Regions from separate parts of the Mus musculus genome. Here all the other regions are linked to region 4. A link is a contact called in public HiChIP or PLAC-seq and promoter capture Hi-C data. All regions are on one chromosome and are shown on one strand. Each heading gives the region's core, a stretch centred on a gene start, on an enhancer-like site or on the middle of the called end of the contact. The rest is flanking DNA. Distances are from core to core; before and after follow the strand shown. Region 1 holds the start of Azin2 (antizyme inhibitor 2). Region 2 holds the start of Ak2 (adenylate kinase 2). Region 3 overlaps Zscan20 (zinc finger and SCAN domains 20). Region 4 holds the start of Gja4 (gap junction protein, alpha 4).

Region 1 (6,496 bases), core at 2,240-4,739, 1.6 Mb after region 4:
AAACTCAATGAATGAGCAGGCTCTTTCTTGCTCAGTGCCACGCTGCAAGCCCCACCCAGTCAGCCACCACCCCACCGTAGCTCAGGACTACAGACTACACATAAACAGAGCCAACGGAAAGCCACCAGGAGGGAATTAAAAGCCGAAATCAAATTAGGAAGACGGCCTTTGGCAGCAACAGCAAAACTCTGAGCAGATTAGTCTGAAAAACACGGCCACATGTTAAGCTTACAAAGGGAAAAAACCCCAGCCACATAGGAGTGGTTTTGTTTTGTTTTGTTTTGTTTTGTAATTACAAGATTGGTACCTACTGCTCTAAGCCAAGGCATTTTAAAACTGCTATTAAGTTTAATTCTTTTCTAAGTAGAAAAATTAAAATATGAGTATTTCTTTAAAAAGAAGAAAAAAAATAGCCTGGTATGATGATACATCCCGGCACTTGAGAGGATGGAAGTTAGGAGAACCAGGAGTTCAAGGCCAGCATCAGCTACATAGTGACTTTAAAGTCAGCCTGGACCACAATGAATCCCTAGCTTAAAGAAAAAAATTATAATAATAAAACAGAAGGATAAGTCCAAACCCATTCAAAGGGTGGCCCATATGCCCAGAGACTTCTCAGGATCCCATTTGGAACTTCAGAGTTGACAAGTTCCACCCATGTCTTCCTCCCTGGAGCCTCCTCTTCTCTTGAGTAGGTGTCCTTCCCAGAAGGTCGTGGTCAAGTACAGGTCCCTCCTGTTCCCTGGAGTCCCCAACACCAGAAGGGCCACATTTGGCAAGCATCGAGGCTACGCGTGCGGTAGGGACGGGGGGCTCACCTTGTTGGCACAGCTGAAGCCCAGCCCCAGTTCGGCTAGAACCTTCAGCACGCCCAGGCTGCTGTTGCACCCGACAGCATAAAAAGGCCGGACTCGAGGCAGGTGCTTCAGAAAGCAGAAGTGCTTCCTCACTACAGCACCCAGGTCGGCCACGAAGAAGGCAGCCACCTTGCCCTGCACAGCAAGAGGCGAACGGATGTGAGACCCAGCTCCCTCCCTGTGCCTGCTGGCTGTCCACAGTCCTTCCGGAGACCGGACACCAGCACCCTGCTGTAGCTTTCTGAGGCTCCCATGTCCTCCAGGACGGAAGGCAATCTAGGGCTGACACTTAAGGCTGTGTGTGACCAGCTCTAGTCAGTCCCTCCTCTCAGTCCAGCTAATGCCAACTATACAGACTGTCTACTCTTTCCCATCCCAAGCCTCCTGTGTTCCCACCATGCCCCCTGCCAGGTCTGGCAGGTTCTCAATTTCCTGTCATTCACCCTAAATGCTACCCCCACACTTATAAATACATATATACATACATACACATATATATGTATGGTTATACATAGTTATATATAAAATATATGTGTTATGCAAAATAGGTTTTAACCCATAACATTTAATGCTCTGGCTGCATTCTGCATGTCCTTTTAAAGCAGCAGACCTATATATACAGCTATCTGCTCCACAAAAGGCAGATACCGTGGCGTACAGCCCACTGCCAATGTCATGCAAGTGCTCTTCCCACTTGCAAGCCATGCCTGATCCTCACAGACATGGTTGAGGCTGTGGTAAACCCTTCCTGGGACTCATTTTCCTCTTCCTGCAACTTCTTTTTTTTTTTTTTAATGGATACCCATTCGGTGTTGTCCAACATAATAATTGAGGCAGAGGCCAAAGACCTTGAAAGGGCTTGGATCTGGAGAGAAACCGCCCTTAAGTAGTTACAAGTCCCTTTAATAAATGCTATATGGGACTCTACAGAATAAGTGAGTGGCCCTGGAGGCAGAGAATACAGAGCCAGCCAGAAGCAAATCAGGAAAAAGGCAACCGTAGAGGGAGGGAACCCTGAAGACAAGCCCAGCAAAGGCCCAGTGAAACAGCACCTCACATACACAGCGACTCTGCTCTAACTGAGCAGAGCGCAAGCCTGAGCATGAAGCCGGAAGTGCGGCTGGGGGTCCTGGGGCAGTGGGGAGCTGTTGTGGGATTCTGTTCCGGAGACTTGCAGCAGGTGGGAGAAACAGGAGAAGGTCCTGGGGGCTTCGGAGAGAAGAGGACCAACCACAAGGGAGGTTCTCCCGTGAAGTTCCTGGAGCTGGGTATGCCTGAGTGTAGAAGGGGAGAGCGCAAAAGGCAGGTACTCCGAAGTTCCCACCTGGAGTGCTGGGGAGACCGTGAAGGTGGAGATACTGTTCTTTTCTCAAGTCAGGAAACACAGGGAGGGCAGATGTGGGGGCAAGGACCAAGAATTGGAGATAAAGGGGACAATCTAGTAAATATCAAGTAAACAAATACCAATACCGAGAGAATGGGAGGTCTCCTACAGAGAAGAGGACAGGCAACCAACCCACACCCATTTCCATCCCCTCACCGAGGTGGCCTGGGAGGCCCCCAGAGTGAGCTCCTCCAGCAGATCCCGGGTGCTGAAGCCCTCCTCCACCATCACAAAGTCCGATTCACTCAGATAGCCAGCCATGCTGAGCAGGAGGAGCCCAGGGGCTGGAGGAAACCGCTGCCTTGGAGCACCGCTGGCTGCCTTGGCCACCGCCTTAGAAAGTATGCAACACACTGTGGGGAGAGGGAGATGGAGGAAACCGCTGGGGAACAGGCTGCATCCCTCACCTCCCCAGGCCTACGGTCCCTGCCCAGTCATGTTCTGTGCCCTTGCCCAAGCCTGAGAAGCCGAGGTTCGCTGGGAATGGTGAAGTTATGTCTGCTAGAGCCTCAATTACCCCCATCTGTTAAATGGGATTGGTTTGGAGTTCTTTTCCAGTTCTGAAATTTGAAATTGGAAGAAAAAAAATGTGGGGACAGATCTGAGAAACCTAGTTGGGGAAGTCTCCTTCCAATTGAAGGATTTCTCCAGTCCAGACTACACCTACCTAAAGGGCCAAAAAAAAAAAAAACAAAACCCGTGAGCTTGAGTTCGAGTCGGCTCTCTGCTTCATGACCTTGGGTCAGTTTCCCCATTTATAAAAGGTTGGTCCTGACACACTAAGAATGCTCTATGAGCCACGGGTGGGTTCTGTCCGCGGGACGGCTCTCTCAAGTGCAGGGCGGGGGTCCCGCACCCCAACCCCAGGCCTCCTTACCAAGCCCCGTCCTCCTTCGCGGGGGCCAGAGCCAGGCGCGCTGCTAGGGGGGGTCGCCGGTGACCTCGAAACTTGTGCAACACCCCGAGGAGGAGTGGCAATTGCGGAGCCGAGGCCCCTGCTGAGAGGAGGCAAGGGGGGCCGGGGGAAGGGTCAGCGCCCAAAGCCGAGGACGCCCGCTCCCCGAGGCTCCCCCCCAGCCATCTCCTGCACTCGCCTTAAAACGCATTTACACGGCTTCGGCCCATAGGTCTCCCCAGCGAGTGAATCGGATCCTCGGCGCCTCCGCTCGCTCGCTCCCCCCGGCTCCGGCCCCGCGGCCTGCGCCCCGCGCGCCCAGCAGCCACCGACCCCACGCCCCGCCTTGCGCCCGCCGCTCGCTTATATAAGCCCCGCCCTAGCCCCGCCCCGGTGCCCTGGCCCCGCCCCTGCCTGCTCCGTAGCCAGGGCAACCGGGTGCCGCCAGCCCATTGGTCGATTCGGACATAAAGCATTCAGCCCTGCGAGGCTGCTCCGCAAAGCTGCGCAGCTAAGCAAGCTGGCTGACTGATGTCCGCGGAGGTCCACGCGGGGAAATCCTTCGAATCCTAGGCGTCTACGTGGTCTGAGCCGCAGATCCTGCGTCCTGCGTCTCAAAAAGTGACTCCGGAAAACTTTTCTGTCCCTGGCTGAAGTCGATGGCCCCCTGCTCCTCCCCTGGTGAAGTTCTGGCTCCGCCCTTGGAGCCCAAACCTCTCCTGTCTTATTTTGTAATATGACCTTTTACTTAATCGCCTCTTCTAGGCATTTTAAACTCCCAACTCAAATGCCAGCTAAAATGTATTCAAATAGAATTTTTGTGGCTTCACGAGCTCGGGGTGATGCCTTCATTCTCAGAATCCACAAGACTCTGGTGAAATGTGGCTTCGACTCAAAGCATGTCTCCTCTTCTATACACAAATCCCTGTTCATCCATCAGAGTCCAGTGTAATATCTTCCTCTATCGGACCATCCCTGGCCCCGAAACGCAATGGGACTCACAGTCCTTGTCTCTGTCTGACCCCTCCCCTCCTTCCCTTGAGCCTTAATATCAGTTGCTGAGATACCCGCACCTGCTTTCCTTTTTTTTTTTTTTGCCTGATAAAACATCTCAGCTTTGTGCACTCCAAGGGCAGGGACTGAGAGCCGGGCTCCTTGGAGTGCTTAGCATGCGCAGGGTGTTGCTCAGAAGCTAATTCAAGAGTTCTCCGGGTAGAAGTCCGAATGCTGCTTGTCTCTGCGCATGTGGCTGCTGACTGGGAAGAGACAGAATGGAACCTTTCCGGTGCTTGGTAATGGTTACAGGTGTGTGTGTGTGTGTGTGTGTGTGTGTGTGTGTGTGTGCGCGCGCGCGCTCCTTGAGTTATACACATATGATTAATGCCCTGTTGTACCTGTTATGTATACTACGTTAAGAGTTTGCAAGTTTTAGCCGGATGTGGTGGCGCACGCCTTTAATCCCAGCACTTGGGAGGCAGAGGCAGGCGGATTTCTGAGTTCGAGGTCAGCCTTGTCTACAAAGTGAGTTCCAGGACAGCCAGGGCTATACAGAGAAACCCTGTCTCGGAAAAAAAAAAAAAAAAAAAAAAAGAGTTTACAAGTTTTAAGCCAGGCATGGTGGCCCATAGCTTTAATCCCAGCAAATCTCTTAGTTCGAAGCCAGCCTATTCTACACAGAGATCTACTACCAGAGCTACACAGAGAAATCCTGTCTCAAAAAAACAAGAAAAAAAATTACAAATTTTAAGAAAACCCTTGGTAGGGTTGGAGAGATGGCTCAGAGGTTAAGAGCACTTGTTGCTCTTTCGAAGGACCAGGTTCAATTCCTAGAACCCACGTGGGAACTCCACCTAATTCCACACCCTCATCTGACTCCCCTGATCACCAGGCACAAATGTGGTACACATATGCATGCAAGTGAAACATTCATACACATAAATCTTTTAAAAAATAAAGAAGGAAAGGAGAGCCCTTGGCATATAATAAGTACCTCATAAATGCTACTGACTTGCCAAGAATATCCCAAGTTTTATTTGGTAGAAATCTATAGAGTCTCACTTAATTAAACTGCCTTTTAATTATTGCTTGAAGTATGTCTGGGGGTGAGAATGTAGCTCAGTTAACAGAGAGCATCCTGGCATGCACCAACTAAACAGGATATGTTGGTATTGTCTATAATCACAGCATTCAGGAGTAAGAGTGGAGACAGGAGGCTTGGAAGTGTAAGGTCATCCTTGGCTACAAGGGGAGTTCAGAGCCAGCCTGGGCTACAGGGGACCTTGTCTTAAGAAAGAAAGAAACAAAACAAAGCCACTAACCCATCTGTAACATCTCCTGAAGAACAGCCAAGATGTTCTTAGAGAAAAGCAAGTCATTTCGTAAAGCCTTAACGTGTATGGGGCCCGGTTCACATCTCCATCACCAAAAAGGGGAGAGAAAAGGACTTCCTCCCCCAGATATCACAAAACATTCTATTAGGTTGTAGTCCTGAAAACAATACGGTTCTGGGGCAGGAAAAGGTAATTGAATAGTCATGTGGATGGGAAAGCTTGGTTTACAATGAAAGCAGAGTTTCATTCAGACTAGTGGAGCTGAGAGCTTGATCAGCTGTGAACATCCATACACCCGCTGGGCTGTAGTCTTTCTGAAGACAAAGGCACATCCTGTCCAACCTCAGTATCTCCCCAAGACGTATTTTACAACCTAATCAAAATAAAGTTCACAACTGAGGCCATGTGGGACCACGGAGTCGGAGAAAGCCATTTTCTGATTCTCACCTTTCCTGAGCCACCCGTGACAACTGAGCAGGCTGCCTGGCCTCCATTACCCCTGTGAACCAATTGGGTTCACACTGCTTTCTTGAGGTCTAGGTCCTTCTGCTTGGAAGCTCTGTGCTTCCTGTGCACAGGGGTATCCACTGTACACGCGTCACTAGCGGGTTCCTGCTTTGAGAGCTAGCAGCCATTTACAGCATGAGACTCACAGTTCCTGTCCATGAATCCTCTTCCTCTCTCTCAAGGAGCAAGGTTCTGAGATCAAACATCTGAAAGGGGTGGGCCTTGGAAGCCATGGGAGAAGCCTCAAAAGATTAGGCTTAGAGGAGAGGAAACACACTCAAACATTGTTGGCTCTATGTTTTGTTTCTGAAATGGGATCTCACTAGTAGCTCAGGCTGGACTAGAACTCACTACGTATTTGAGGCTAGTCCTAAACCCATAGCAATCCCTCAGCCTTTCCGCTTCCTGTTACAGATGTCAGTTCCTATACCTGACTTCTACTGCTTTTTGCTGTTGTGGCTTTTGATTATTTGGTTTGACTTTGGGGGGGGGGGGTTGGAGTATCTTATGTTGTTGTCGTTAT
Region 2 (6,484 bases), core at 3,268-5,767, 1.7 Mb after region 4:
GTGTTGCTGGGGACACCACCCAACTCTTTGCGTTACAGTTTTGAAGGCCAGAAGTCCTTACGAAGCAAACATGGAGCCTGACCCAGGGGATTGGGGGTTAGGGTTCCGACTGCTTTGAGAGGTAGTTCCACTTTGCTTCTTTGACGTTGTGATTAAAAATGCAGTCCTGAAGCAAGTTAAGGAGAAAAGGGTTTATTTCATCTTACACCTTGCAGCCTAACCCTGAGGAAAAGGCAGGGTAGGAACTGAAGGCAGGAACCTAAAGCAGAGACTGCAGTGGGTGGGAGTGCTTACTGGCTTGCTCCTCTTGGCTTGCTTACACATCCCAGCTCTCCCTGCTCAAAGGTAGCACCACCCACAGTGGGTTGAGTCCTTCCACACCAATTAGCAATTAAGAAAATGCCCCCCATAGACACGCCCACAGGCCAATCGAATGGAGGCAACTCCTCAGTTGAGGTTTTCTCTGAGGCATCCAACAGAGAAGGCTGCTCAGACACTGGGTTTCTGACCTGGGTTTGAGCAAATAGGAAATCTTTATTAGCTGGCCAGCTACTACCCTGAGTTCCTGGAATCCCAGTGTACAAAGCCTTTCTCAGGGCGAGCTTTTAAGCATAAAGACCATGTCCTGGGTTGGCATCCTTCAGTTAACAAGCACAGTTCGCCAGAAGCAGAACCACAGAAGCTAAAAAGCAAGGTTAGTCCCTTTAGAGACTTTCCCAGAACTACGGACTTTGATGGATTAGGGCTTCATTTTCATTTCGACTGGTGATGTTTTCTCCCTGCTGAGTTTTATAAGCTGAATGGTACTTCTGTCCTGGAGTCTATTGTGCTAAGGTCTGGTGGCCTGCTAGGGGATGACTCTAGTTTGTGTCACGTTGACAAAAACTAATCAGCCCAGAGGCTAATGTTTCTGCCTCCTCTCGTTTCTAGACTGCCCTGTAAGTGATCGTTCTTCCCTAGAAACCCCAGTTCTCGAAAGCTCCCTGAATAAAACTCTCTCCTGCTCCGGGGGGGCTTTCCTCCCAATCCTCTTTCACCGTGAAGTGTCTCCTGCTCCAAAGTCAAGCCTTCTCCAGTCAAGGTCATTCTGTTTCACAAAGGCCTCCATTATCACCCCAGCTGGAATCGGCTGGACTGTGAGCGCCACGTCTGTTACCTGGCACCAAACAGACAGACGTTAGCTCGACTGTATGCCCAGCCACAGGCTAGTCATGTGACCTCGGGCAAAGTACAGTACCCAGCCTCTCTGGTTTTTTCCACCTTAAAAAAATGCTAGTAATAATGTAGGTACTGTTGGCACAGGCGGCCTTGAGAACTGAATGAGAGAAGACATGCAAATTGTTTAGCCTACTGGTTGGCCCGCAGCACCCAGTAACAGCAGTTATCACTAAAATTTAATTGTTGGATAACTACACGAATATGAGGCTTCTCTTGAGATTTTTCTTATGGTCCTTACTAGCCTCAAAGCCTAGAATATTTTATAATAGAGCTGGGGATGTCATTCAATTGATAGAATGTTTGTGTAACATCCCTGAAACCCTAGGTTCGGTCCCCAGCAGTGCATGAAAACAGACCTGGCAGTTTAAGACAGGAGGATCAGGAGTTCAAGGTCACTCTCAGCTTATAGCCAGTTAAAGGCCAGCCTGGGATACTTGAGACTATCCCCCCTCACCCCCAAAAAAAAGTCAAAAATAAATGAATAGGGATTGGAGAGATGGCTCAGCAATTAAGAGCACTGACTGCTCTTCCGGAGGTCCTGAGTTCAAATCCCAGCCACCACATGGTGACTCACAACCATCTGTAATGAGATCAGTTGTCTTCTTCTGGCTTGCAGGCAGACGTGCAATAGAGCAGTCATGTACATAAAATAGATAAATAAATCTTTAAAAAAAATAAACAAGTCTTACATTTTGTAATACTTATATGTAACCTTAGTTACTTTCCATTCCGGGGTTAAGGGAGCCCATGACTGGTCAGAATGAGAACAGGGGTTCGTCGTCACCAGTGGGAGGGGATGATAACATGGGATTTGCCCACCCAGAAGGTTCTCCCAGACAAAATGTGCTCGCTCCTCTGAACCCTGTGCTTTCTGGGGTATTAGCTCATGACCCCCCCCCCCCACTGTTTTGTGTTGCTTGCTTGTTTTGCCGTCTTTGAGATAGGGTCTCATATAGACCAGGCTGGCTTTGAATTTGCTACATGGCCCAAAATGGCCTTGAATTTCCTCCTCAGCTTCCCAAATGCTAGAATCATAGGCCTGCATTACTGTACCTGGTTTCTGGTCTCTCTTGTCCCTGACCATGGATGTGTGTGCACATGTGAGTGCAGGTGTGTATGTGTATGCACATTGGTAGAAAGACCAGAGGTTGACTTCTGGTGTCTTCTGCTTATTTCTCTCTACCTTTTGTTTCTAGATTTATTTATTTTACCTTATATGTGTGAGTGTTTTGTCTGCATGTACATGTGTATGTGCACTGCACGTGTGCCTGGTGCCTTTGAGGGTAGGAAAGAACTGCATCAGATCTCCGGAACTGGAGTTACAAAGGGTTGTGACTTCCCATGTGGATGTCGAGAGCCAAACCAACACCCAGTGCTCTTAACCCCTGAATCATCTCTCCTGCCCCTCTACCTTCTCTTTTGAGACAAGACAAGGTTTCTGTAGCCGTGGGCTTTCCCACCTGTACCCCAGTTCCTGAATAACTACTCGGAGGCTTCTTTGTTTATGAATAATTGCCTAGGCCATAGCTTTAGCTTGTCCCCTGACTAGCCTGTCACTTACCCAACCCATTTAAACGCTTCTGAGTTCAGCCACATGGCTACTTTCTTCTCAGTCTCATGAGCCCAGAGTCTGGGCCAAGCATCTTCCACCTCTGACTATCACCCAGAGTTCCCATCTCTTTCCCGGAACTCCCATCTTCTACTTCCTGCCTTTTGTTAAAGGGCCATCTGCTTTTGATTGGCAGGTGATGCTTCCACACAGTACACATCGATTCTCTCTACAGGCCTTCCATTGTATCTGAAGCTCACTCATTAGGCTAGGCTTTCTGCTCAGTGAGCTCCAAGAGTCTGCCGATCTCTACCTCCTCAGGGCTGGGGTTGTAAACAGTTGCTGACGTTACCTGAGTGCCGGGCACCAGAACGCAGGCCCTCACACTTGAGTGCTAGACACCAGTGACTGAACTTTGCCCTGCCCCTTAGTTCACAGTGTTACTTGTAATCCTGTGACCATGTAATTATATAGTGATCAGCTCTTACTTCCGCTTCCGGTCTTAAAAAGGACACAATAAACCCCTGCTTCCTTCAAGGCCACTAAGAGAACCCAACCAGATCAAGCTGGCTCCCATGAAAATCCAGGATGAGCAAGAAGTATGAATGTTAGTTTCTCTTTTTTCATTTGAATTTATTTCTTATTTTCTGTGTGTGAACATATATGTACGCGCAGATATGTGTACCACAGCACACATGTGGAGCTCGGTGGACAACCTGTGGGAGTTGGTTCTCTTCTTTCTTTCATTGGGGGTGGGGTCTTGTTAATCAAACGCAGGTCCTCAGAGTTTGGTGGCAAGTGTCTATACTAGCTGAGCCATCTGGCTAGCTGGTTAACATCATTTACCACTAGGGTGTAGAAAATGGTTGCACTGTGCCTGTGGGGCAAGAATGGTTTCCTAATCACACTTGCACTTACAGTTGAGAAAGGCTCCTTTGGGACAGGATGAAACTTTGACACACCTAAAAGCTGGCGACATCATTGCCTTGTTCAAGACAGGCTCATCTCTCTGGATAAAAACTGTCTTTCTGCTGACTTAAAAGTCAGGAAGGTTGTCTGTGTTCATATATGCATATGTGTTTTATTTTTACAGTCCTGGGGATTGAGCCCAAAACTTCTGTCTCTGTACTATAGCCAGCCCCAGCTATCTTCATTTTCATTTTGGGACAAGGTCTCATTAAACTGCCCAGGCTGGCCTTGAATTCACCGTCGTGGCCTTGACAAGCTTTAAATGTGATCTTCCCAAATAGCCAAAGTTATGGTGCTGTTCAATGGGGGTGTTCTGGAGGGAGAGGGTGTCAGATTACAAACTTGTTGGAATTTACTTAACCAATCTTATTATTAGACATCAACATCTTTGTCAGGAACTCATTACATATTCCTTGTTTCTGCCTTTGAATTCTTGGAAGTGGAATTACTGGTCCAAAGGTTACGTTATTGCCAATTTGTTTCCTGGGAGTGATTTTACCCACTTACACTCTCACAGGCAATTTTACGGGGCTCAAACAGAGACTCTGGAGTTATTAACTGTCAAAGGCCAAACTAGAACTTCACCCGCTCCAGGCTTCCTTCTCGTTTTTCCCGCCCACTCCATACACCAGCCGAGAGCCGCACGCGCTCTGTTGCCCCAGCTCTTCCCAGGCTGGCCCGCCTCTTCCTCGTTCCCAATTCTGCCCAATCGGAAACAGAATTTTCTTAGTCTCGTCGTACGATTGGTAAATGAAAGTGCCCGTCAAGTTCGGGGGCGGGTAGAGAGGGTTGACGGATGCGGCGAGCGACCAGTGTGAGCCCGGAGTAGGATGTACGCTGGCCTGGAAGCGCTAGACCTGTGAGGTGTGCGGCTGGCTGTTGGAGTGAAGCTTTGGAAGACATGGCTCCCAACGTGTTGGCTTCCGAACCGGAGATTCCGAAGGGCATCCGGGCCGTGTTGCTGGGGCCGCCCGGGGCTGGCAAGGGGACGCAGGTGAGTGTCGGTTCCGTGTCGGGCGGTGGAGCCCGAGAAGCTACAAGGTCAGGGCGGTCGGAGAGCCGGAAGCTCCTTTCCCGCCCCGGAGCTGGGTGGTGAGCCCTGGCCTGCAGGGACCCTCGCGGGGTCTCCAGTTGTGGCGCGGTGTTTAGGGGAGGGTCCCAGTCGCAGTAAGGGGGAGGCTGGGTGGAGGTTCTTGGGGGAACCCAGGATCGTGTTAGGGCATCCAGGGACTGTTACTTGAAAATTGTGAAAGGCAGGGCGATCCCCCAGGCTGAAGCTCTGGATCACAGGCCCGAATGGGAGAAAGCTTTGTGACCAAGTCGCCCTCGGAGTTGAGAGCGTATTGCCCTGAGTCAGGGATAATTTCTAGGCATAAGGGGGTGAAACTTTTAATTTTTTTAATGGCTAATGATTAGGGGTACTAAGAAGTCTCCACGTGGGGCAGAGTGGTTACTGGTGTATGCCTATCGAGGCGTTCTGCCAAGAGTGAGGCATGAGCCGCGGGAGCCACCAGTGTTGTTGGGGGTGGGGGGATGGGAGAAAACCTTTCCAGCTGGCCAGAAAACTGGAGGTGAATGTATAGATTCGGTTCATAAGCCACGGGCATCATGGGGGGTTGTGAGTGGGGCAGGGAGTGCTCATGGAGCAGCATGAGATGGCTCTGATGGTTGTAATTGAGCAATTGAGGGCCGCTAACGTGCTAGATCAACAGGTAAGAAAACAGGTGTAGAGGTCCAGTGACTTTTCAAAGTTAGTGAAATCGGTTTCACAGAGGCCTCAAGGATTGCCTTCTGCCCCACTGCAGAGCCTCCCTTGCTTGGCATCTGGGCCATAGATCAGGGCTGGGATTTATGCTGGCACGTAGGGCTTGGAAGCTCATATGGTGGGCCGTTGGTGTCACTTTCTTGCCCAGCCTTTGGCCACAACCACCCACCCCTCAACTCTACCTCCCCATCAGACCCCAAGCTTTGATGATCACTATGCTCTAAAGAGGGAATTCTTTCAAGGTTGCGTTCCCAAGCAAATGAGTGCTGTCCTCCCTCTTCACAGCACTGCTGAGTTTATTGTTATGTTTTTAAAGATACCTCCCCTCTGTCTCCCTCCGTCTCCCTCCCTCCTTCTCTCTCTCTCTGTCACACATAAGGTGGGAGAGTGTGTGTGTGTGTGTGTGTGTGCGCAGGGACGTAGAGAAAGAGTGTGTGGGGACATGCGTGCCGTGATGCATACGTGGAGGTCAGAGTGCAACTTGCTGGAATCATTTTCTTTTTTCTACCATGTGGAGCCCAGGGATCGAACTCGGACCGTCAGACTTGACGGCAAGCTACTTTACCTGTGAACCCATGTCACCTGTGTACCTATGTCACCTGTGTACCCACGTCACCTGTTCTGTTTGCCAAGTTCTCAGTATTTTGGCAAGCAGATCAGCATCTCGGGCTGTACAGTCTACGTATATGTGTGTATATCTGTGCATGTAGAACGCTATGTATGTAACTTCTCAGTGTTTCTACCTAGAAAATGTAAAGCTTACAAAGACATTGGAAGATGATGGCTTTTATATTGAGAGCACCCACACATTCCTAGCTGGTGGCAGGGCGCGTGACAGCTGTGAACGCTGACCACTCAGTGGCATCTCTCTCTGCCCCCAGCTCAGGTGTAGTGCAGCAGCATGAAGCTGATTCATTCAGATCTGGGAGGACCATGTGCCGTGGGCTCATGGAAGGCAGTGCGAGAATCATGGAAGTTGGTCC
Region 3 (7,447 bases), core at 4,209-6,708, 1.3 Mb after region 4:
TCCTTTGTGAATCCTCTCTTCAACAATATTTGGAACCTGAGAATCCACAAGGATCAGAGACATCAATGGACTTCAGTGACCAGGGCACAGACTATGACTAAGGAAAAGCTTTCCTCACTGGTCCACGGGCAGGGCCACAGTTTAGTCTCCATTCGGGTAAGCGGCATAACCCAAGGAGGTGGAGTGGGGGAGGGGCTACATGAACTCCAGGCAGGAGACCAGGCTCTGTTCCTGCCAATGTGGCTTCCAAAGCCTCAGATGGCTGTCACAGACTTTCCCTTTGCAGTATCAGGTGTTTGCCACATAGTGACTCTCAAGGCTACACTGTCACTTTCTTCTCTATACGCCAGTATTTCACACACTTTCTTACCCAAGACTTGCTATCTGTGAATTAATTGGCCATTCTCACCCGCATTATGAGAAACACGCCTACGGAAATGACAAGATCACTCGGGTACCACCTCGGAGTGTCCTCAGCGACACCCTTTGGAAGCAACTGGAATCTCTCCCGGTCTGGCAAGGCTTCAGAGTTATTTGCTCCTATAACTAAGAGACGTGGTGCAGAGAAGAGTGAGTCTGAGGAGGGCCCAGGTACTTGGCGTCTTACTGACTCACAGGCTGAGCTCTAACCTCACGAGGCAGCAGCCTGGCTGATATTCATCTAGTTAAATGCCATGTTCTTACCAATACGGCTCTGGAGCAGAGCTGGGCCCCCTGCAATCCTGGGCCCCTGAAGAGACTCCTCGGCGGCCAGGCCAGAACCACTGCAGTCTTCCACGGTCTCCTCGGGCTCCCAGCTCCCTTCGTCTTGGTCATCCATCTCAGTGTCGCTGTCACCCAGCCTGGGGAGTGCCACTGCCTCTCCTGGCCCACCTGAGGTTCTTCTGATGGCTGTCCGAGCCCTCACAAGGGCCTCCAGCTCCTCATAGAAGGGGCAGGTCCCTGGCGGATGGCTGTTCTTGGCTTTCCGGTAGTTCCGGAGAAGGTTTTTGACCCTGTAGCGACACTGCTCCAGAGTCCGCAAGAAGCCCCGTGCCCTCAGTCGCTCTGCGATAGCCCGGTATACCTGGCGGTTCTGGTGACAGGTCTGGAGCTTTTCAGAGAAAGGAGACTCACTTAAGATGGCCAGGAAAGTCTTGGTTTCCTCATAGCCCCAGTGAACACCTGACACCTTCATGTCCTCCGCACCCCATTGGCACGGCTCTCCCCAGGCCCTTGAGTCTGCCTGGGCCACTGCCTGCACTGGCTTGTCTTGCGCACTGTCCAGGCTATCGTCTGCAGCACTCCCATTCCCAGAATTTATAAGGCTCAGACCCCAAATCTCCGGTCCTTGCTCTTGCTGGGAGGTGGCACTTGGCTTTGAAGCTGGAACTCCTGCACAAAAGGAAGGACAGAAACGCCTGAGCAGAAACAACCCTGTCGGACTGTGTTTATCTAAACTGTTCCTGAAACCCACATCCTTCTCCTCCAAGAGGCCAATTAGAAACTCCCGTGATGATCTTCCTAGAGAGGGGTGCTTAGAAGACACAGGACCATCACCAAAAATGAAAGGGACCTGCCGGCTCTTCATCTGCCATGCTGTTGTTATGAAATACATCACACAACAGCGTGGCTAAGAAAACACACAGGACCTCAAAAATCCCCATCAGACTCAACTCACTGTTGGAGGGAAGGAGAGAGAAGGCAAGCGAGGGAGAGAGAGGGAGGGAGGGAGGCAGGGAGGCAGGGAGGGAGGGAGAGAGAGAAGAAGGGAGGGAGAGAGACAGAGACATAGAGACAGACAGAAACAAACACAGAGACTGACAGAGACAGAGAGAGACAGAGACACAGAGACAGACAGACAAAAAGACAGAAAGAGAGAGAGAGAGAGAGAGAATGAATGAATGAATGTAGAGCCCTAGAGCATTGCTGAGCTAACAGGTAGCATGCCTGGAACATCGCATCCTCTAGGACGTCCTCATCCTAAAAATGTAGCTGGTCTACAGGAAGACCTTCCCAGCAGCGCCTGGTCCTAACAAAGCAGAAAGCCTTTCATCATAGTACATGTTTGAGGTGATCTAGATAACGAATTTTGATGTAAAGCCTTTTTGGGGTACTCTAATTCAGCATTTCTTGATCAGTTCAATTAGCAAGCACTATTGGGGTCCCACTGTCCAGTAGGCAGCCCTCAGCCATCTATCTTAACCTTTCACAAGTTACTCTGTTGAAACCTTTCTATTCTACCCCATTTGTGTGTCTCCCTCCCTCCCTCCCTCCCTCCCTCCCTCCCTCCCTCCCTCTGGGGACAGACCCTTTAGCGTTGGCCTTCAGAGAAAGGTGTGCTGGTCACATGAGCTTTGAGCATTTAGAAGCCCTTGCTACTCGCTTTTCTCATGACCTCAGTTTGCAGGAGTCTGCCCGCAAGGGGAGTTCTCAGTGGGTGCTGAACTTTTGAGACAGAGAGCCTGGGCCAGTTCCGGACTAAGGTGACTGACTGAGGTGATGAGTCCAGCAGGGCTGGCTCCAGGTAACAGCATGCAGCCCCCATCCCAACCTGCAGACTCACTACATGGGTGGCTACAAGGAGCCAGTCTTCTTCCTCCCCTGAAAGTCCAGAGAGGGCAGAGCTCGGGTTCTGGGCATGTGGCAACCCCTCTCTTGGAACTGAGTGTGCCAGAAACAGGCCAGCTGGACCCCGGAACAGAGTTACCCAGAGCTTTCCTTACCCAGGCACGCACTGTCCCCACGATCACCTCCTGCGGGGTCCTGGCAGGGCTCCTTCTTGGCTTGTCTACTGGGGCTCGGGGTTTCCTATGACACATACACAGAGGACCTTAAATATCAATGACACTTTAAAACCCCCCTGGGAACCTGACCAGGCCTAAGAGAGCTCACTACAGCTTCTAACACCACAGATTGTGATGTGGGGCCAGCATCCCTGTCAATGAATTAGCAGCAGGCCCAGGGGCCAAGGGCTAACAGCCTATGCTCTCTCCCTTTGCTAGGGAGGCCATGAGTTAGGGACAGGGCACAGGAAGAGGATGACATGAAAAGAAAACAGTAGTTTACCTGGGACTTGCCTGCCACCTCCCAATCTCCAATGCTCGCCATCTTTGGAACAGTTGGGGCTTGGGGTGTGAGGACAGCTGAAGAAGAGAGCAATCCGTGAGATAAAAGCTTTGGTTCTCTAAAACCACTTCCTTCTGAGACGCAGCTTCCCAAAGGTCATGCTGGGAATCACACCAAGGGTGCCCCACACCCGGCACGCACTTGCCATTTCACTTCCTTTAGAAGCTGGGACTCCTAAGCCGTTTTCAGTTATGTCCCAGGTGTGAGGTACCCTTCCCCATCCTGTGAGCAGCACCCAGCCCACTGCCACGCCAGCGCCTTCTGTATGACTCCAGCCAGCGGGTCTTGCTCCCATCTCACAGAGCTTCTCAACCTTTGGCTCAATAACAGCATCCATCCAACATTTATCCCACTGTGTACCTTGAATTCTGTATGTCCTTTCTCCCCACCCCACCCCCAAGCCCATCCCTTGGGAAGAAAAGCCTCACTCTCTTCTATCCCCATATCCTTGGTACTTACCACTCTCTTTCAAGGACTCAGGTGGCATCTTGGAAAGGTCGGGACGTGCATTCTCCACCCACTGTTTTCGGGGCTGGCCCTCAGAGCCGTGGGTCACTGGCTGCAGCTGGAACCTCTGGAACTCCTGAACTGCTTCGAAGGACCTGGAGTCTTCAGAGCATAGCTCCAGTCCCTACACAAAATCAACCATCAGATCGGTGTGGTCCCCTCAATGGGACAGGACTGTTACCTTGAGTGTGAACGTGTTCCATGGGGTTAACAGATTCTTAGGATCCAAAGAGGGTTTTAACACAGTAAGAAAACTATCAGACTGACTTCAGGAAACAAATCAGCATTTATACTACCATATGAATTCTGTCTGTGCTACCGAACGAGGTCTATCTCCACTACGAAATGAGTTCTGTCTTGTGGAATTCTGGGAGGCTACACAAGTATCTAAAGCAGGTGAACACTATTCAAAATGCTCTTGCTTCACAGAAGTAAATTACATAAAATGTTGTGACCTTAAAAATAACTGATAAGCATATTTATAAGCCTGCTTGCCTCTGAAGTAGTTACAATCAACAAAGAAGCTGCATGGATAAACTCTAAGACAATCCTCACTCTAGCCAGCTCCTCCAGCTGATACCACGCTACAACGGAGACTTCAACCCCTTGGGCCAGAACTGCCAACACGGAAGAAAGGCAGATTCAACTGACAATGACGAGGAATGAGACAACCATGAGGATCGTCTCAAGTTTCTAATCCAGGAAGGAGCTTAGACATCATCGCTCCACCTCAGCGAGAAGTGAGCTGGACAAACCCAAGCCGAACAAGACTCAAAGCTCTTAGATCCATCAGAGAAGCGAGGCCACACCACCTAGGCCTGCCCTCGAAGCTGGAGAAGTAAGAGAGGTGACTTCACTGGAGGGGAGACCTCTGAAGGGACCGGTGCTGGCAGGAAAGCCCTACAGCTAGAGGCACAGGGCAGGCCACCTGAGAGTCAGGCTCCAGGAAACCCAGTCACCAAGACAAGGGCAGGTGAGCTTTACCGAGTGTCACTTCCAAGAGCTCTATCCATCCTCGTAATGAGGGGAATGCGCAGGAAAGTCCCCTCATGATTCTGCAGGGTGGGGTGGAGTAGGGACAGGAACCACTGTGAAACACACCAGTGTACTCTGTGAACAGTGAGTGCCGGAGCATAGCCTACTTTACATAAAGGAGCTGCCCCTTCTGTTTCCCTACTATTCTGCACAGGTGACAGGAGTGCCTGCCTGAAGCCCTTTCTAGCAGCCTGCCCCACCCACAAAGGGAAGCCTGAGAAATACTGATGAATTTCAGAGTCCAGAGCACAGAGCTGTAGACTGCCCACTAGACATGCTCTGCCACTGTATTCTAAAAGACTTACTTACATAGCTCCTTCCACCCAAGACATCATATGCCACCTTTTAACCAAAACTTTCAAGGCATACCGGAAGGCAAGCAACATTTTGAAGAGCAATCAGCATGAACCAGTGTCAGATGGCAGAGAGCTGGGATTATCAAACCATAAAACTTAAAAATAGTAACCCAGGTGCCAACGGTCTAAACACACTAACTAGCTGGCATGGTGATTCTCATCTGCAATCCCAGCAGTTGGGAAGCTAAGGCAGGAGGATTGCAAGTTTGGGAGCAGGCTGGATTATACTATAAGACCCTATCTCAAAGATAAATAAACAAACCAAGTAAAAGGCCAAGAGTGTATAAAATATGACCCAAATATATGCTGTAACTAAGAAATCCACTTTAAATATAGAGACACCTTACAGATAAAAGGCAAAGGAGGAAGTAAGAGATACCAACTTAACCCTAACCAAAAGGAAGTGGGCCGGAAGATGCCTCAGTGGTTAAAGTTCTTGACACACAAGCAGTTCAGGTCAAACTTCAGACCCCAGAGCCCATGTAAATACAGGGTAATCATGGAGGCCTGTCTGTAGTGCCAGCTTTAGAAGGCAGAGACTGGGGATCCCAAGAGCAAGCTGGCTAGTAAGACTAGCCACATCCGTGATCTCTCGGTCTGACTGAGACTCCGCCCGCCTCAATGAGTAAGGTAGAAGAGTGATTAAAGATGAATCCTGGCATCAACCTCAAGCCTCCAAACACACACACACACACATGCACACTCGTGCACACACACATGTGCACACACATGCACATGTGTGCACACACACATGCACACACATATAAGCACACCCTAACATACATGCAAACATGCATGCACACCATACACATGCACATGAAGAGGGGTGGAGTAAGAGAAGCTGTATTAATTTCAGAACAGGAGACTTCAGAGCAAGAGAAGTTCCCAGGGCTGAAGAGTGGCTTCATGATATGATACAGGGGTTTGACACTCCACAAAGGCATGATAATTCTCATCCAGGTAAGGACTGCACACACCTTGATCCTCCATACTTCTAATAACACAGTCCAAAACTGACAGAAGCAGAAGAGGGTGAGTACAGTCAGTGACGTCAGCACAGCTCTTGGAACAGACAAAACCAAAGTCAGTTGAAGGGAAGAGAGCGATGAGCGGTGTAGACTCACTAGCGGGACAGAACAGCAGAGGGATGGCTGAATTCTGCAAGGTAGAACTTCTAACGAAGGAGTACAAGATCTGCCCTCATGGACCATTCATTGCCACGGCAACCACATGCCAGGCCACAAAACACACTAAGCGAATGTCAAAGGGCAGGATCGTGACAAGTGGGCTCCTCGGATCACATGGAAGTGACTCAGAAACAGAAAGGTAGCTGGAAAATCCATGATACTTGGAGCTCAAACAATATACAAGTAAATATTTGAGTCAAGGAAGAAATTTCAAGAGAAATTACTTTAAATTACATGAAAATACAACTTAAGATAAATAGATAGATAGATAGATAGATAGATAGATAGATAGATAATTAGATAAAAGCCCTCGGGATGCAGGGAGAGTTGCAGAGCTTGGAAGTGAGTTACCAGTGCTGTATCCAGAACACAGGACTGGAGAGACGGCTCGGCAGCTGCGAGCACGCGCTGCTCTTCCAGAAGACCAGGTTCAGCTCCTACCACCGAGTTCATGAGTGGAGCAGCCTTGTCATGCCCACCAAAGAATCTTTCACTGCAGGCATCTACTCCCTGTATCTCTTATACATTTTCTGTCTCTGTTTTATGATGCTCCCTGACCCTCAAGGGAGGTTGTATGGGAGAGACGGCCCAGTCAGAGCTGAGTACTCCAGTCTCTTACTCTGCATGATAACCAGCTGTGAATCTCTGCTTTAATCCACGTCTACTGCAAGGGTAGTTTCTCTCATGACAGAAGATGCAGCAATCCATGGGAATAAGGTAAGAATTTAGGGGGCAGTTTAATACTATGTCCATTTAGCAGAATAATAGTATTTGGCTCTCCGCTAAGGCCTGCGACCTCGTCAGTGGGGTTTTAGCCTAGTTAACAGCGCAAACATGAGTACCATCTTATGGAGCAGGTCTCAAATCCAACCAGGCCATCTCATCCGCATAACATTCCCACCAACATCGTACCAGCCGGGAGATCTGGTCAGGCCACTTGTCAAACTTCATGCCACCATGAAAGCTAGCCAGTGGGGGTGAAGCTCCCAGGCTGGTGCCAGCTTGATTTCTCTCTGTGCTACAGTTCAAGTATGTGGTGTCTTCAGCAACAGGGCCTTCCCATTAAGTTCTGGAGGGGCCACCAGGGGCAATGGCTGTAGCCTCTAATGTTTGTGGACTCCCACTGACCAGCTCAAGAGGTAACCCATATCTAGAAAAAGGCTTTTTATTTGATAGCCTGGGACCTGGGAAAAGCATTGCTTCTTTTGTAGAGTCAGTCCATTCCTCTGTGTGTGTGTGTGTGTGTGTGTGTGT
Region 4 (6,563 bases), core at 4,046-6,545:
TGTTTGGAAGTGAGGGGATCAGAAGGGTATCGGTGTAAGTCAAATTGTGTCCTCCACAGACATGCTGAAGTCATCATCCCCAGGCTCCAAAATGTAAACTGATTTGGAAATAGGGTTTTTCCCAGAATAATCAAATAGAAGTGACACCTTTGGATCGAGTTCAGTATGAATGCATGTGTGAACATACACACACACACACACACACACACACACGCATACACACACACACATACACACACATACACACATACACACACATACACACACACATACATACATACACGCACACACATGCATACACACACATACACACACACATACACACATACATACACACACACGCATACACACACACATACACACACATATACACACACACACACACATACATACACACATACACACACACATGCATACACACACATACACACACATACACACGCATACATACATACACACACATGCATACACACACACACACACATACACACATGCATACACACACACACACACACACACACGAATACACACACGGGAGAGGTAGAGGGAGGAGAAGGAAGAAAGATGATCAAGATCGACCTAAGAAGGTGGAGGTGATACTTCTAGAAGAGCCGAAGATGCTCAAAAAACTATTAGGAACCAAGAGAACGCTGTGAGGGGATTCCCACCCATGGCCCTCAGAAACCTCAAGTTTGGACCTCCAGGGTCCAGCACTGAGAGGATGAGTTCATACTGTCTCAACCCCCGTTCCTCAGCAGTTTGGTACTGTGGTTACAGGGGCTTTGTCAATCAAAGGCAGGTAGGATGGAGCCCTCCAAGATCTTCATTGCAAAGTCTGCACATGGCCCCTCCCCTCTGCCCAGCCTTCACCCCCAGCTGGTTTGTCCTTGTGTCTGTGTAGCTGCCAGTTTAGGTCCCAAATCCCCAGTTTTCCCCAGGCCCAGCTTCACCCAAGCCCTCACATCCACTTCAGAGAATGTGAGCTCTCAGTCTGGTCATTAAACTTGTCACCCTTCCAAGGTAGGCCAGGTAGAGGGCACGGAAAACAGTCACCCAGGGCCTCAGACAGGGATGGCTCTGACAGCCTACAACCTTTGACCTCTCAGCTGAGAAGGGACTCAGTCTCCTGGATCAGACCTTCTAACACAGACCTGCCTCTTTGGGCCCACTTCCTGTCTCTCAGTTCACTGTGAGATCTGGGTCTCGGGGGGAATGCAAGAGTCTCTGTGAAAACATGTAGACTCATGGAGAGAGATGTGTTCCTAACAGTGGTTGGGACCCTGAGAGGTAGCGGCCATCGCTGATGAAGTCAGGGAAGGCTTCCTGGAGGAGAACGGATGTTATCTTCCAGGCCTTGCTGGAAAGTATGGGATGAATTTTGTTTGATTCTCGTGAGCCAAGCTTATTTTTACTTATTTTACTTATTTTATGTCCTTCATGAAGAAGGTGAGGCCAGTCTCAAACTTACTATAGAGCCAAAACGATGGCCTTGGACTTCTAGTCCTCCTGCCTTCTCCTCCCAAGTGCTGAGTGAGATTACAGGCACCCAATCCCATGGCACGTTTATGTGACGCCGGGGACCCAATCCAGAGATCTGCTTATGCTAGGCAGGAACTCTTATCAGCTGAGCCCATCCTCAGCCTGCTTATGTTTTAGAGGTGAGAGAAACTGTGATCAGACTCGATTGACTCCAGGCCATAGAGCTGGCACATGTGGGGGCAATATTTAAACTTAAGACCCGGGTATGAGCTTTCAATAGCTAAGTCCTCACGCACCAATGCTCTGACCCTTTTCAGTCATAGGCTCTTAGAGACTCCAGGGAGTACAAAGAAAGAGGACCATTGGCACTGCCATTGTCTAGGGTCCCCAGTGAGTTCTGGATACACAGACAGGAGCTAAGATGAAGGCCCCTGGGTTGCACCTTCTCATAGGCAGACTAGAAAACACACAAATTACCCTTAGCCCCCACCCCTTTTAGAAACCCTCAGGCTCTTTGACTTGGCCTCTGTTGCCTGCCTTTGGATCTCTTTCCCCTAGCTGGGCTGCCTGGTCTGGCCTCAGTGGGAGAGGATGTGCCAGGACAGGTTGGGGGTGGGGGGAGAAGTCCCCTTCTCCTCAGTGAAGGAGAAGAGAGAATGGATGAAAGGTATGGAAGGGAGGGACTGGGGAGGGCTGAAATTGAGATGTAAAATGAACACATAAATAATGAAAAAAAAATGGTTCTCAGGCACCCATGGTGAGGTGGGAAGGACACATGGGGCAAATTTTAGTTAGACTAGGACAGCCTTGGTGGCAGGTATGCTTGGGAGCAAATGTTTAGTCAGGAGGCACATTGCAGGGGACAGCAGGCTCGGGTACCAGATGGGCATGGGACAGGACAGGAAGAGACACTGCCTGTCTGGGCCGATTAATGAGCAGCTGATTAACAGGACACTGGAAAGGATGTGGGAATGGGATGAAAAGACCCTAGTACCCAGGGTGTTTTGCAAGGGAGAGTCATGGGGACTCGGTGCTGAGGGAAAGGATTTGAGTCTTGAGGCCTTACGGTGCTCTCTGGAGCTGGGCTGTAGAGGACTAGAAAGAAAGCAAGTCTGTGCAAAATAACTGCCTCGCCCCTCACCCCTGGCTCCCCCCACCCTGCCCCCCGCATCCATGACAACATCAGTGCACACCTGACTTATGATGGAGTCCTGTTTATTTGAGGATCATAAACAGTGGAACTAGAAGTGAGAAAAACAAGACATCAACCAGTTCCCCTGGCAAGGGCCAGCTCCGGCGCAGGCTGTGTCTGTCCAGGTGACGAGGCTGAGCCAGCAGCCTGCATCAGTGCTTTTTCCCAGGAGAAGTGGGGTGTGATGAAAACCCAGGGTTCAGTGACTCGTCTAATAGGGGAGGCTCGAAAGTCAACTTGGCGCTGGGTCCCTCAGCAACAGGTGAAAAGGATCGAGGGTTCACAGAACACTTAGTCAAGAGCACTCCCACCTGCTGTGACCCAGTCTGGGTAGTGTCACATTCTGGTAAGCAGCCAGTGTCCTCTGGTCATCACAAAGGCTCCAGGTATTCCAGAACCATCTGTGACCAGGTCCTCTGCCCAGCGAATGTCCACCTCCCTGGCCCAGTTGTCTCTGAGGTGCCTTTGAGGAGTGGACCGCCAGAGAGGCAGCCAAGGTACACGTGCGTGCTCCTCGGGGCAGCTCTGTTGAGTGACATTAGCCCCAGATCCCTACACATACTGCTTCTTGGATGCAGAGCTGTTGGGGCGGCTAGGGGACTTTCGGCCACCCTGGGGAGCTGTGTTTACAAATGGGGGAGGTCTGGAAGAGGTCAGTCTCTCCTCTGTGGTCAAGTTGGCCCAGTTCTGCTCAGTGGATGAGAGCCCGTTGTAGGTGGGACACGGTGGGGAAGAGGGTCCCTCGCCCATGGGGAGGTAGAAGAAAACCTGTTCAGGGTAAGGGTCTGAGGCACTGCCCTGGGCCGGGCGGGCGTCGTGGTCCCTTCGTGCCTTTATCTCCCGGCTGACACACCGACACAGCAGGTGAACCAGCTCCAGCAGGTTGAGCACCAGGGAGATGACTCCTACCACCAGCATGAAGATGATGAAGATAGTCTTCTCAGTGGGTCGAGAGACATAGCAGTCCACGATGTGGGGGCAGGGCGCACGCTGGCACACAAACACCGGCTCCATGGTCCAGCCATAGAGGCGCCACTGGCCATAGAGGAAGCCTGCCTCCAGCACACTCTTACACAGCACGCTGACCACATAGGTACCCATGAGCGCCCCACGAATCCGAAGACGACCGTCCTCTGCCACCGAGATCTTGGCCATCTGATGTTCGATGGCAGCCAGTGCCCGCTCTACATGTAGGTCCTTGGATGGCAGCGCCCGGAGCTCTCCCTCTTTCTGCCGCAACCGCTCTTCCCGCCGAGACAGGTAGATGACGTGGCCCAGGTAGATCAGGGTGGGTGTGCTGACGAAGAGGAACTGCAGCACCCAGTATCGGATGTGGGAGATGGGGAAGGCCTGGTCATAGCAGACGTTGGTGCAGCCCGGCTGGGCTGTGTTACACTCAAAATCAGACTGCTCGTCGCCCCACACCGACTCGCCAGCCAGCCCCAGGATGAGGATGCGGAAGATGAAGAGCACCGTTAACCAGATCTTGCCCACCACGGTCGAGTGTTCCTGGACCTGGTCTAGCAACTTCTCCAGGAAGCCCCAGTCGCCCATGTTTCCAGGGCCTCTCTCTGCAGGGAGACAAGGGTCAGAGGGCCATCAGCAGGGCAGCACAAAGCCTTTCTCAGCTCCCCCACTAGACATATGTCCATGGGATGTAAGCCCTTGGGAGGTCCGCCTGTGCTAGGGTCCCAATCTAACCACACATTGTGCTTTCTTTCACAGGCCAGTGCCCCAGGGTGACCACAACCCGAAGACATGTGGATTGAATAGAGGTTCCTATGGAAACAGAACAGTTGAGGAACTTATCCAAGGTCACACACAGTTGTGCCATGCCCTTCCTCCCTTTTGTTCAAGGCTGGCAACCCCCAAGAGAGCAGGGGTGGGGAGAGATGGTTATTAGGGGTCCCGTTCCCATCTTCCATGCCTCATTAAAAATGTTGAGGGCCTCATTTGAATCTTTGCACTTGCCGGTGGGGCTGGGAGTGAGGGAAGATGGGGTGAGGGACTCAGAAGCCCAGGGCATTTGGTCCACCTGTCTACCAAAAGGACCACCTGCGATTTTAGTGAATACACCTGAGCCTGTCCTAGCTCACTTCCCTCCAAAGCTGTTGCAGCCATTCTAGATAGAGCCTTGCAAGGAATGGCCATAGCTGGGTGAAGGTTCCAACGTTCCCAGAACATCTCATGGTGTGTGTGAAAACGTGGTGATGTGTGGTGTGGGTGCTGTTCCAGAAGTAAAGCAGGTACTACCAGACCTACATTCAAATACTGCTTTCTTCTCACCACCTGGGGATTTGGATTAGTAATCTTCCCGGCGCCCTCGGTCTCTCCTTAAGGGTTCATTGAAAAAAAAAGGGAAGGGAGCTAAACACAAGAGGCTGGTTAAAGGCAGGCTAGGTGAGTGCCGCTGGTGGCTTCAGTCGCGTCTGGCGCCCCGGGGGGCAAGCAAGCCTCAGCCCTCCCGCAGTGGAGTGAACCGTTTCCCCTGCCCCCCGAACTCACCGCCTGCTTGCCCGGCTGGCCCAGGTAGAGGGGACGACCGTGGCCGAAGCTGCGCCTGCGGGAATCCTGCAGGACCGCGCCTCCCGCAGGACGCCTTAAATAGCGCGCAGCTGCGGGTTTAGGGCAGGAAACGCCAGCCAGAGGGCTCTGGGGAGCAGGGAGGCGGGGCCTGGGAGGGACAGACTCCCAGGACCCGCCCAGATTGTGCTTCTTTGGTTGCGAGAGATGGAAGCTGTCTTGTTTCTCTGCTCTGACGCCCTCCGGTATCCCAGACTGCACTCCCCCCCCAGGTCCAGTGCCCTCCCTAGGTCCGCAGCAGGATGTGAAGGCGATTTTTTTTTTAAGCGAGAGGAGCTGGCAGATCTGGCACCTGGTCCGGAGGCTGTAAGGAGTGGGTGGGGTAAGAAGGGAGACTCATCCGTGTGCCCAGCTTCTGAGGCCACTGGACCCACATTGGAGAGGGGTGAGAATTCTCCCTTTCTAGAATCTGGTTGATCTAGGGGTCTCTACTTCACCAATCCTGGGCAGGCTATACCATCAAAAGTCACTTAGGAACGCTCTAGGGTCCTTTGATCTGAGAGTGGAAGTGGAGGGAAGCTCCTGTCCTTTAGCTGGGTTCCAGTCGATGCCTCTAAAAGAGAGGAAAGATCTTCCTGGGGAATTTGGAAGCAGGCAGAGCCCTGCTTCACTGTGAACGAAGAGTGTGGGATTAAGAATCCGCCTGCAGCTGGGAAAGCCACAATAAGCCTGCCAGGCCTGGTTTCCTACCCTCCTTACTAGATGCAGAAATTGAGCAGGGTAAGCCCCGTGGGTAACAGTAAAAGTGTAAAGGTGGGATCCAGGGCATCACGGGGTGTGGTTAGGGGTTGAGAAAGCCAGGCGGTGCAGAACAGCATCACTACCTTGGAGCCACCAGGTTTGGTTTCTTGTGCTAACGCCCAGAAGAGGCTGGGGGACCCAACCATGAGGCTTGTCAGAGCAACGAGGGTCAATCTTACCCTCCTCTGCCCTGACCCTACCGAATAGTGATGGAAGGATACCTGCTTCGGAGGGCCTGCCAAAGCCCCCAGTGTGCTGTATTGGTTCTAAAGGTTTGAGCGAGGACCTGAAGTCACTGAGATGTAAACCCTGAGCTTGGGAGGCTGAAGGAGGCAGAGCAAGAGTTTCAGGCCAACCTGGGATACATGGTGGGAACCTGTCTAAGCAAACAACCAACTCCACAAAACACAAATACACAGGCATGGTGGTACAGGCAGCCTGTAATCCTAGTTCTGTGGAAAGATGAGGCTGAGGAATTAAAATGTCAATGGTATGGGGCTGGGGTGTAAATATTGGTTGAGTGCTTGTTCAGTACTCACAGAGCCTTAGGTTCTAGCTAGCCCTGGTG

The links. Promoter capture Hi-C pulls out the DNA fragments that hold promoters and counts their contacts. HiChIP or PLAC-seq counts read pairs in DNA pulled down with a chosen protein or histone mark.
Region 1: a promoter capture Hi-C map of cranial neural crest shows a contact between it and region 4. The contact joins the promoter of Azin2 here to the promoter of Gja4 in region 4. A contact is called at or near these places in 3 of 39 promoter capture datasets (cranial neural crest, embryonic stem cells and frontonasal cranial neural crest).
Region 2: a promoter capture Hi-C map of cranial neural crest shows a contact between it and region 4, with 4 times the contacts expected there. The contact joins the promoter of Ak2 here to the promoter of Gja4 in region 4. A contact is called at or near these places in 3 of 39 promoter capture datasets (cranial neural crest, embryonic stem cells and hippocampal neurons).
Region 3: a contact with region 4 is called in an H3K27ac HiChIP or PLAC-seq map of large pre-B cells, with 7 times the contacts expected there. The contact joins the enhancer-like site here to the promoter of Gja4 in region 4. A contact is called at or near these places in 7 of 39 promoter capture datasets (the 3T3-L1 cell line, 3T3-L1-derived adipocytes, the C10 cell line and 3 more), 2 of 115 datasets of contacts at active chromatin or transcription factors (large pre-B cells and stem cell-derived neural progenitor cells) and 1 of 9 other capture datasets (embryonic stem cells).

What each region holds. Positions count from the first base shown.
Region 1 is chr4:128,958,966-128,965,461 of GRCm38.p6, forward strand. It overlaps Azin2 (antizyme inhibitor 2), which reads right to left and starts at 3,490. Exons shown (of 11, transcript NM_172875.4): 1 at 3,336-3,490; 2 at 3,119-3,239; 3 at 2,398-2,594; 4 at 819-992. The coding sequence starts at 2,502.
Region 2 is chr4:128,988,707-128,995,190 of GRCm38.p6, forward strand. Ak2 (adenylate kinase 2) reads left to right here and starts at 4,518. Exons shown (of 7, transcript NM_016895.4): 1 at 4,518-4,730. The coding sequence starts at 4,638.
Region 3 is chr4:128,588,768-128,596,214 of GRCm38.p6, forward strand. Zscan20 (zinc finger and SCAN domains 20) reads right to left here. Exons shown (of 8, transcript NM_177758.4): 3 at 3,568-3,739; 4 at 3,049-3,125; 5 at 2,706-2,790; 6 at 685-1,374. Among named protein-coding and RNA genes, the nearest start is that of Zscan20, 18 kb to the right of the region's middle. Within about 2 kb of position 5,459, at least 54 of the 459 cell types and tissues checked have an H3K27ac peak or open chromatin away from gene starts, as enhancers often do.
Region 4 is chr4:127,308,744-127,315,306 of GRCm38.p6, forward strand. Gja4 (gap junction protein, alpha 4) reads right to left here and starts at 5,296. Exons shown (of 2, transcript NM_008120.3): 1 at 5,177-5,296; 2 at 2,677-4,242. The coding sequence starts at 4,225. The coding sequence ends at 3,224.